2 separate regions of the Sus scrofa genome follow, and region 2 is linked to region 1. Evidence: chromatin contacts called from public Hi-C data. All regions are on one chromosome and are shown on one strand. Each heading gives the region's core, a stretch centred on a gene start, on an enhancer-like site or on the middle of the called end of the contact. The rest is flanking DNA. Distances are from core to core; before and after follow the strand shown.

Region 1 (5,673 bases), core at 2,328-4,827:
GTTGTGGGCTGGCATCATCAACATATTGGCCCTAGACTGCTCAGTCTCTCTGAGTCTGTTTTTAATTATGGAAGTAATACAACATCACTAAAGGAAGAGGATAAATACGGTCAAAGAAATACTACCATTTTAACCTCACTCCTCTTTTCATTTTTGTATGTCTTTCCTAAGATTTTAATGGAGGGCTTTTTTTTTTTTTTTGAGTAATTTCTAAGTGTTTGGTAGCACTTTCTCTTCCTCAGCTCATGTAAGTCTCATGACCACAATAGCAAGTATTATCCTCTTTTCAGAAAAAAGAAAGTTGGAGGTTTTAAATAACTTCCTCAAGGTTACCAAACTACCAAGTCATGAGGAGTATTAGAACTAAATGTTTTATTTCTTAGCCCAAACTTCTTGATAAGTATCTTACATAGTTGTAAATGTGGTGTGAAGACAATTTTGTTTCTTGGCTTTCCCACTTAATGCTCAATTATTTTTTGCTGCAGGAGAGCATGGTCTGTTACCACTATTTTCGAAGCCTGTTCTCTCTTAATATAGGTACGTCCAACTTCCTTAACCTTTCTCCTACCATGGGACTTTGGATTACTTCCAAATTTTGCAGTTTTATAATTCATACTACAATAACTATCTTAATGCATAACATGCTTTTACATAACTTAGGGTTTTTTTTTTTTTTTTTTTTTTGTCTTTTGTCCTTTTTAGGGCTGCACCCACGGCATATGGAGGTTTCCAGGCTAGGGGTCTAATCGGAGCTGTAGCTGCCAGCCTATGCCACAGCCATGGCAACGTCAGATCCTTAACCCACTGAACGAGGCCGGGGATCAAACCTGCAACCTCATGGCTCCTAGTCGGATTCGTTAACCACTGCGCCACAACGGGAACTCCAACTTAGGGATTTTTTTCTCTCTAGTTTAAAACGCTTAGAAAATTTTGAAGATTTTTTTTTATATATATGTGCAAAGTCTAAGTGGTAATTTTTCTATTGCTTCCATTTTCGCTGGGATTTCAGAGCTGAAAAGTTAGACGACCAATGTCCTTTCCTTCTAGAGTGAGATGCCTGGTCATTTACACCTATGACTGTGAAAGAGGCTGCCAACACCAGGTTCCGCTCCTCTTAACCCATCACCTGCCTTCCATTACATAATAAAAGTTAAGAATGCATCATGAAGATTGATTAATAATTTTCAGAAAGGGAGTTCCCATTGTGGCGCAGCGGAAACAAATCCGACTAGGAACCATGAGGTTGTGGGTTTGATCCCTGGCCTCGTTCAGTGGGTTAAGGATCTGGCGTTGCCATGGCTCTGGCATAGGCTGGCAGCTACAGCTCCGATTAGACCTCTAGCCTGGGAACCTCCATATGCCGTGGGTGCAGCCCTAAAAAGGACAAAAGACAAAAAAAAAAAAAAAAATCAAAAAAATAATAATTTTTAGAAAGATTGTCAGTAAGCTCTACACTTCTCTTCTCCTCCACTATGCTTTACTAACCAACCTCAGGCTAAGTGAGAAAACTTAGAGGAATTTGGAAAACAAATTACACTTGGAAAGTGTAAAGGCAAGAGCTGGATGGGAGTAATCCCAATGGCTGAACGCAGCAAGAAAACGGAGTCAGGGTGGACCCCCCAGAGGACAAGAAGGCGTGACCACCTCGAGCAGATTCCATTCTGTGGTTTGCCTGCCAGGGCTGAGAGTCCACAAGGGTAAGAGGTTATCAGAAGATCACCACCACAAGCAGGAGTTCTGACGGATGTCATGCACGGCCACCCAGCTGGGGCATTGCCCAGTTTGGGAATGGTATTGTGGGTAGTCCTTGAAGAAGCCATAAAATACCCTGAGGCAGAAAGAGCAGCATTTAAGTACTTCCCTCCATCACAAGGCACTAAACCCAGGTTACAACTGCGCCAGTGGATAGATAACTTCTAAGCCCTGATGTCTCGTCTCTGACTCCTTATTACCAAGGAGGGCCCAAGGAACAACATAGCTGGTAAGGGAGGAGGAACAAAAGAATGAGACAGACAATAACAGAGTATCCACCTTCTCTACTGTAGGATTCCAAGCTCCAAGTCAGAAGGAGTTTAGTGACGAAGCTTGAAACAGGATTATATAATGAAGGATTTGTTTTTGGTTTGTTTCTAAATCTCGAACTGGACTTTTTTTTTCTTGGCCTTGTCTGCAGCATGAGGAAGTTCCTGGGTCAGGGATCAAACCCACACAACAGCAGTGACAATGCAGGATTCTTAAACACTAGGCCACCGGGGAACTCCTCAAACTGGACTTCCGCTTACTTGAGAATTAATTTACCAGAGGTTTCTATCCAAAGGCAAAGAAGGAAGATTCAACACAAAACTTTAACAGGGTACTGTGGAAGAAAAATGTAATTATTTTACAGTTTCATACCTCTGAACCCAGCTCATTCAATCAACAAATACAGAAAATTTCAAGTTAAATTCCAAAACATTTTTACCAATTTACAATGCCCTCAGTGATGCAGGAAAGTCAGTCCATGATGTTTTTGCTAGCTTTAAAAATTCTCCTCTGATGTTTATTGTAATTTAATAAGTGAAATGTGACCTCAATTTAATGATAGTGTTTTTACAGTTAACATAAGTAAACATTCTCATTTGCATGTCTATTATTTGTATTTGCTCACTTGTAAGTCAGCTACAACACTGGACAATATATCTAATAGTTAATTATTTTGTTATAAATTTGCATTTGGCATTAAAAAGAGAGAAAAATTCCTTCCCCTGTTTGATACAACCATTGTGGTAATCTCTAGTTTGCCTTACAATACCATTGATTTTTTACATATAAAATTTTGAAAACGTATCAGAAGTCCAACTGTCAATGTTTTCCATTCACATTTCTCCTCTTCAGAAATTTGGGGGTGGGGAGGAATGTCTACTTTTTCTTTATTCTTTTGTCACGGGACTTCTAATGTTTAAATGTTTGACTGTTTCTCCCATCTGGAATTCATTTGTATAAGGGTCAGAATCTGATAAGCATGAGTTGAGTATAACAAGTTGGCTGGGAAAAAAACTGTTGTTTGTATGGATATATCACGTTCAGAAATATTCGTATTCTAGTTTAAAGACAACAAATGTTCTCACTCTCTAGTAAAGGCTAAGATAATTTCATAATAAATTTTCCTTACAAAAAAAATCCAAAGAGTTTCTCTTTTTATAAACATCGAGCTGCCGGACTTTGCTCTTTTTTTTTCCTCTGTCACAGCCTCTCCCTATTAGAATTTACACACCATCCTTTGTCAGGGACGCAAACTGTTCTACAGTTTGTTAATGTCCAAGAAAGGCCATCAACCTCTGAATCATTTTTTCCCCAAACATAAATCCTTGGGCCAACAAAGAAAAGAGGTATTTTTCCATCTCCAAAATTCCTGTTATTTTAAGTCTATCCTTTAACCAAAGTGGCTTTGTGTTTCTTTTTCCTTGATAACTCACAGGTTCAAATGTAAAAATTTATTATTACAAGGAACAATTATGAGGTTCAAAGCATACTGTGAGCATTCCATGCTTCTAGCTTCTGGTACTGATATTCGGAATGAAATACTTGTGGTTGTCTATTCGCATGAGGTGGCAGGGTTCCAAGCACTGGCGGTGAGAGGCTTATGAATGTCTGCCTTCGTCAGACCCAATGGGGACCTAGCATCATGGGAGGTTGCCCAAGCGCCACACTGGAGGCATCTCAAAAACAAACTTTTGACCATTAACTTATTCATTCCAGTTCCTCTTCAATGTCAACAATGGAAACCACAAAAAGGGGGAAAACGGATTTGCTGATTTTCTTAGTTTGAACATTCTAGATTTTAAGATTTCAAGATCTCTTTCCTAAAACATTGAACTAGAAAAACCACTGACCTTTTAAAATACGTTTTGTTTTTACTTCTTCAGTTTGGCATGTTTAGTATTTTGATAACCCCCTACTCATAATATTTCTTATTTAATAAGATAATACATTTACATAGCAAAGCAAAAAACAAAAACAGGACTCCATTCTTTATTGCTGACTTCTCCATCACCAGTCCTGTTTACTTTTCTATAAGACTGACATAATAACTCGCCTTTTTATGCTTATATAGCATATATATAGTTTTTAAACCATTTTTTTCATTGAAATATAGTTTATTTACAATGTTGTGTTTGTATTGGGTGTAGAGCAAAGTGTTTCAGTTCCATAAATATATTCCATATGTGGAACAGACAAATACAGATATATTCTTTTTTAGATTCATTTCCATTATAGGTTATTAAAAGATGTTAAATATTCTTCCCGGTCCTATTATTTATCTATTTTATATATAGGAGTCCTATAGGTTCTTATTATTTATTTTATATATAGGAGTGTGTATATGTTAATCCCAAACATATAGAGTTTTATTATAGAATAAAAGGATTGTATTTTAGTTACATGTGTACATGTTTGCCTCCTCTGGAACACTGAGAGCTTTTTGATGATAAGAATATATCCTGTTGATCTCCATTAGCCTAGCACTTAACACAATGCCTGATTACCAGGTGTCATAAAAGTCTATCAATGAAACATATAATAATATGTCAATAATACCCCTGTATATAAATGACTTCTGATCTAGGATGCTTTGAGAACTTCAAGATTCTAAGATAATTTTCATATCAATATTAAGCTATCCATATTATGCTGTAGCTGCTAAATATTCCATAACTATCAACAACAGTTCATAGGGCCTAAACAACACTGTATAACAAAGCGCCAAATACACTCAATTCCGTGTCCTCTGTGTGACAGAGACTGCACATATGCACCAAAACCCATTACCTTTTCCCACTGGAAACACACCACAAGAATACATATCTTATCACCCTTTGCAATTACATGTAGCCATATGCCAATTCTGAACAATAGAAGATGGGCAAAAATGATGTTCACTTCCAGCTCAGTTCATAACAAAATCCTACAAGTGATCCATGCTCTCTTTCCCCATCTGTTCCTGAACAGAAAAAGACATGACAACCTATAATAAGGTAAAAGTGTAAAATGGAAGGAACTTGTCCTTGAATGACGACATATACAGCTTCCTGATCAGAACTAGCCACTACGAACTACGATATGAGCTAGAAATAAATCATTAGAGTCCTAAAGCTCTAAGATTACAGGGTTTATTTGTCATAATACCTAATATTACATTAACTAGTTTAGAAATTAGTATTTGGAAGCTGGGTGCTAACATAGCACAGACCTAAAATTTGTGGCATTAGCTTATTAGTCAGCTGTAGTAGAGAAACTGATATAGGAGGCTAGAAAGACGAAGGTCTAGTTTATGGTGTTCCATGGGAAAATATATAGTAGAACTACCAGCTACAGTAAATAGAAAGCCAGACCGGACCTCACGTAATTATTAAGTCTGTGAGGTTATACAAGAGGTTAATGAGAATAACAATGTCTATTTGCTACTATTGGCCACTCTTAGCAATATATAACAAAAAAGAGATGAATAAACAAAACCCAGCTAGTTTTTGAAGCAGAAATCAAGGTGGATATGGTATCCAGAGATCAACAACTTTTAGGGTTGGATAAATTGAAAAAGGCTCTGAATGGCAAAATATAGTAAAATTCTTAGCAAAAATTAAAATAACAACAACAAAACACACAGCCTTAAGATCAGATCAGATCAAGGGTATG
Region 2 (5,673 bases), core at 1,792-4,291, 170 kb after region 1:
GTCATGGACAAAGTACATAATGAGGCTGATTATTGCTCTGAGGCATTTCACATGAAATGGGTAAAAGGGAAGAAAAATCAGCCTGTGGTACTGTTGCGCCAGTCATATAAGCCATGGCTGCCATTTGTCTGCTGTGCAGTCTTGGGAAATTCACCATGATATGGAGCCTCAATTTCTCATTTGTGAAAATGAAAAATGAATTGGTTGGGGTCAGGTTCTGACCAAGCACTGTCTCATTTCTAGAGCCCTCTAATACGTGTGAAGCATCTCTGCAGCCTTATTCATCTGTTTTCCAAACCAACTACTTCTCCGTCCCAGGCAAAGTGCACTACTGCCTAAACAGGTTGTGTTGTTTCTTTGTTCTCTTTTTGGTAGATAAGGTCTTGCTTTGTGGCGGGGTGGTAAACACTTCACTGATGTCTGATTTAATCATTATTATTACTTTATAAGAGTTTACTGAAAAACTACAATGTTCCAGGCTTATGGGGGCATCACGGGAGAAGCAAAGCCGAATTCCAAGGGCTGACCTTCTTTTCCTGATTACCCGTGCTTTCCAATTCCACACTCAGCTGTTGCCCCTTCTAGAAAGTCTTCCCTCATCATAACTTCTGAGGTGAGTCCCAATGTTCTGAACCACCACTGGGCACCAGAATCCCCTAGCAAGCTTTACTATTATTATTATTGTTATTATCATTATTATTATTGTAAGAACACTTGACATGAGAACTACCTTCTTAACAAATTAATGAGCGCACAACACTATGTGGTTAACTATAGGTACCATGTCCTACAGCAGATCGCTAGAACCTATCCATGTTGTATAACTGAAACTTTATACTTACTGGATGGCAGCTCCCTATTCCCCCCCCTCCCCCACTCCACCCTCTAGAAACCCTCGTTTTACCCTGTTTCTAGGAATCCGACTACCTGAGACACTTCACATACATGGAATTCCATGGTATTTGCCCTGTGACTGGCTAATCTCACTTGGCATACACGCCCTTGTGGCTCATCCATGTGGCAGGATTTCCTTCTTTTTTAAAGGCTGAGTAATCTTCCACTGAATGTATATACCCCATTTTAAAGTATGTCTAATTCCCACGGTGTAAACATTGCCGTGACGGACAGTCACTACCTATCAATGTGACGTCACTAAGTGCAGAGATGCACGCTGCACACTATGATATAGTATTTCCCCCACACAGACGCAAAGATGCGAATAGTCTTAAGAACACAGCTAATAATAAAATGTGGTAAAAACCATTAGAAAGTGATGCGTTCTGAGCATCTCTTACCTTTGCTTTTAATGTAAGCTATTGAAACTTGATTAAATATAATTTAAATAATGGCTTTCACTCAACATATTTTCTCTCTCTCTCCTTCCCTCAGTTGGATAATCTACTACAGGTCTTGGTCTGAAGTAGTCTTGGTCTCTTACACAAAACAACAACATAAAGTCAGGAATATTAGAAAAGTCACCTGTTGTAGTGGAAAGAAACTAGTCCATCAATTTAAGAGACTGAGGACCTGCAGCTTGTAGCTCCATCCACATGGTTTGAAAGCCTCACGATGCTCAAGGATTTGAAGGGAAATTAACCCGCACCCAAAAATACCACTGTAAAAACATTGGCTACACCTGTGTTAATTCTATTATACTAAAATAAAATTAAAGCACCAAAGGAGAATGTTGGGGGAGCATGCCTGCATTCCTGGCCATTTTCTAATGATTTATGCAGCTGCTCAATGAATAAGACAAACACACTTGAGAAAGAAAATGTTACAAATTAAGCAAAAAAAGAAGTCTAGAGGTGGTGATAGAAGCATTTCTGAGATCCTGTTCACTTTTTTCAACTTGTTGTTGTTGTCGGACTTAGTTATAGCACCAGCTTACTCCACTTGATTAAGAGGGTAACATGTGAAGCCATCAGATGAAAATCAGCCTCACAGGGATGAACGAGAATATTCAAAATGATATCCTGATTTTTTTTAAAGCAAAACACATTGCAGAATACAAAATAAGTCTAAGAAAGTAATAGCCATTACTCCCACTCAGTCACTCAGCACTATTGAAACGGACAGTGAAATTTCACTGGGAAAAAATTGCAATCATTTTCTGTACTTGTTTCTGTTATTAGCTACCTAGGCAGTAGGTTATTAAACAAAGAATTGCAGAATTGCTGATAAGCTTCTTGGGCCAGGTCCTATGTGGGTAGCTGCTTTCGAGTTTAAATGTGTTATGCTTTCTGCTGAAGTTGGTAGAAAAAATTGAAGCTCCTCTCCAGGGTCCAAAAAAAAAAAAAAAAAGACTAGTAGAGAGGTGAACAACGAAGAAAAATACGTTTGAACTCCATGAGACTTGGACTCAGGTTACTAACACCACCGATTCCTAATTGGATGACCTTGGCTCTCTTGCCTCTCACTTTCTCCACTACCAAATGGGACGTAATGTCACCAACATCACAGGACAGCTATCCATGCGGTAATAACCATGAGTTCCCTCGAACTGGACCCCTCAGAGAATCACAAGAAATGGTATAACCATCTCCCACTTGTTATTTTTGTAGCATGCATGGGTATGATGCAGCCACCGTGGAATGAGAGTGAAGAAAGTATTTGAGCTAGATTGTATATAGTACTGTGTCATTCTGTAAAGAAGGAGAGAGTTGAAAGTGGTTAAAAGCAATAGTCTGGAACTAAAAATGGAAAGATTGGGCAAGATATTAAAAACAAACCAACCACAACAACCTCCCAAGTCGTAACAAGAATTGGGCAACAGAAGGGTGGCCTGAGTCACCGTCAAGGAAAGGATTCAACGGATAGGTTAGAAAGTGGATGAAACCACACTGGAATGACTACAGATGAAGACAGCTTGAGGTTGATGATATGAAATGGTTTTTCCAATCTCAATCTAGTTTATTTTTATCTTCCTCATGAAATGTAAAATAATTCACATGACAATTTGATTGAGACCTTATGGGTACCGTTTCCATTGTGCAAGACAGGAATATTTAGGGCAGAAGACTTTTGCCAAATGGTAACAGAAGATGGCCAGCGTGAGCCAGAGTCCAGTAGAGGGTTGAGCAAGAGTGGAGTGAATTGGGGTAGAGGAGGCCGCCCGTGTGGACGATCCAAATCAATGTTTTATTGTCATCATTAGAATCTCCTCTTGTTTGTGTCACTCACATGCTTAATGAGGGAGGAAGTCATAAAAGCCTGAGTCAGGACCTTTGACCAATGCCCACAGTCTGTAATGTGAAGCTGCCATTCAGGGAGTGTCTGCACACGTCTAAACAAAACCCTAAGCAGTTCTGAGAGGCTCTAAAAGCTTCAGTTTCTATAGCAGTGCCTGAAATCTACAGGAAATTACAAAGTTTATATCTTTGGCTCACAAGTCACTAGTTGTGTGTCCTTCAGAGTTTACTACGTGGTATCTCCAGTAATCTAAATGAGATCTTAAAAATCTCTAAAAACTCTAAAGGCCAGTGTAGCCCTAGTTTTAGACAATCTGTTCCTAATTTTGCTTTGCCTTTGGAGGACTATTAAGAATTTTATAAAAGGACTGCCATTTCCATGCTGGCTGGCTCAGGCAGTTTAAGTTTCAAATGTATGGTAGAGAGTGAGAATAATTAGAGTTATGAAAAAATCAGTCCCTCCCATCAATTCCCAGGTACAGGCTGTACCACTGTCGGGCAATTTCAAAATCTCATTTGTGCATCTGTGTTTGTTTAATGTTTGAGTGTGTTTGGATGTGCTTTTACAAATGGCTATCTATAAATCTCCATCCATTAGGTAGACTGGGACTTTCATAAGGGAATCCAAAGAACTAATGAAAAGAACATTCTGGTAACAATTCTCTGTTTATAGAGAGGATTTTTTTTCCCCCAAAGAGCTCAAAGTTCTTTTCATTAAAATATTAGCGCATGTCTATGAGGTAGGTAGTAGGTTGGAATCAGTAGCTGTATATTTTACAGATGAGCAGCTAAGACTCCAGCCAGCATGACAGTCCTTAGGGGACAGAATCAGAAACCACCAAGCCAACTCAGCTGATGTGCTCTCTATACCATCACTGAGAAGTGCACATGCCAAATAAAATCTGGTTTTAGATCAACTGGAGAGGAATGAATGTTCAGTAAACCTGTAAAATATATTTGCAATGTTTTTCTATAAAGTGCCCTCTCCAGATATATAGCTCCTCAATGATATTTTAATAATAACATCAAGGAGTCAACATTTTCCTCTCAAAAGCAGAGAGATATCTTTGTATGTAGTAGGGAGCTAAGACCTGGGGAATAAATCACAAACATGTGGGAACACCAACAAAATCCTCAAATTTGCCTTCTTGAGGAAGATGGTTGGTTAGTAAGACACATTTTATAAAATACATGTGGTCATTCTCACCATAGGTATATAAATGCATGTGTGTACATATCCTTAAATATAAGAAAAAAAATGACTTCAAGTAGGAAAGACTTTTGTTCGACACAGAAAAATTATTTGGCTACCAGAATGAAAAAATTTCTAAAATAACTACTAAGAAAGATTATAGGCAGACCCGCACCCAAATATTTGCAGGGCTTGGAACAATAATGCAAGTGGGCTTGCTTTTATATTCTCTCCCCAACTTTGAAAAATAAACCTTCGTAATGACAAAGTAAGAAGTTAATACGGTTACAGTTATTATGACACTGAGAAGTGACCAAAAATCTAAGCGGACTGAGTTTAATTCTTATCATATCTGGGTGTTCTGTTGATAAGTTGGCAATATCTGGATAAGTATCAAATTAAAAACATACATTATTTATAAGCTTATTATACAGCTGTCCTATAGATTTTTCTTGCTTTAATTCAGCAAACTCATTAATTACATTATTACAATAATGATTTTCACTTAAGTTATGACATACCGAGAGTAGTGACTAAAGGATTAAAACACAAAATGTAATTGTATTCAAAATATATGATTTTGAGAATATTTTCATTAAAAAAGAAAATTACATGTAAAGTATAAAATAAGAATTGGTTTCAAAAAGTTATTTTTGGAGTTCTCATTGTGGCTCAGCAGGTTAAAAACCTGATGTAGTCTTGGTGAGGATGATAGTTTCTACCCCTGGCCTCACTCAGTGGGCTAAGGATCCAGTGTTGCCACCAGCTGTGGTGTAGAGCACAGCTTGGGTGAAGATCACAGCTTGGGTCCAGTGTTGCTGTGGCTGTGGCGTAGGCCTGCAGCTGTAGCTCTGATCCAACCCTAGCTTCCTGGGAACTTCCGTATGCTGCAGGTTTGGTCATTTAAAAAAGGTTATTTTTCTTCTAAAGATTTCAAAATTACCTATTAGAATGTAAAAAGAAAACTAAAATTTAAGAAAACATTTTTGCAAAAATAAATTCATTTGCAGTTCTAGAATTTTGGATCTGTCCAGTATCTATAACGAATCAGTATCACACATCATGCATATTATTTACATATATACGAACTGTAAGAGTAATACGGACTATTTATACTGTGAAATATTCCTCAGCTTGAAAATCCTGCACAGTTTTTGAGTTCCTCTGAAATCACAAATTAGATCATAAAGAGAAACAAGAAAATGGTGCTTGGCCCTCTTGGGAAATGATATACTTGGTTATGTAAGAATCTATACTACTATATAAGACTTTATTGTATCATTTGATGAG

The links. A called contact is a pair of places that touch in the nucleus more often than the background predicts.
Region 2: a contact with region 1 is called in a Hi-C map of embryonic fibroblasts, with 2.9 times the contacts expected there. The contact joins two enhancer-like sites. A contact is called at or near these places in 2 of 47 Hi-C or Micro-C datasets (embryonic fibroblasts and fibroblasts) and 1 of 2 datasets of contacts at active chromatin or transcription factors (skeletal muscle).

What each region holds. Positions count from the first base shown.
Region 1 is chr12:10,547,849-10,553,521 of Sscrofa11.1, forward strand. No RefSeq gene overlaps it. Among named protein-coding and RNA genes, the nearest start is that of KCNJ16, 12 kb to the left of the region's middle. Within about 2 kb of position 3,578, at least 5 of the 83 cell types and tissues checked have an H3K27ac peak or open chromatin away from gene starts, as enhancers often do. A contact at or near this core is called in embryonic fibroblasts, where this site is marked.
Region 2 is chr12:10,716,505-10,722,177 of Sscrofa11.1, forward strand. No RefSeq gene overlaps it. Among named protein-coding and RNA genes, the nearest start is that of KCNJ16, 180 kb to the left of the region's middle. Within about 2 kb of position 3,042, at least 7 of the 83 cell types and tissues checked have an H3K27ac peak or open chromatin away from gene starts, as enhancers often do. A contact at or near this core is called in embryonic fibroblasts, where this site is marked.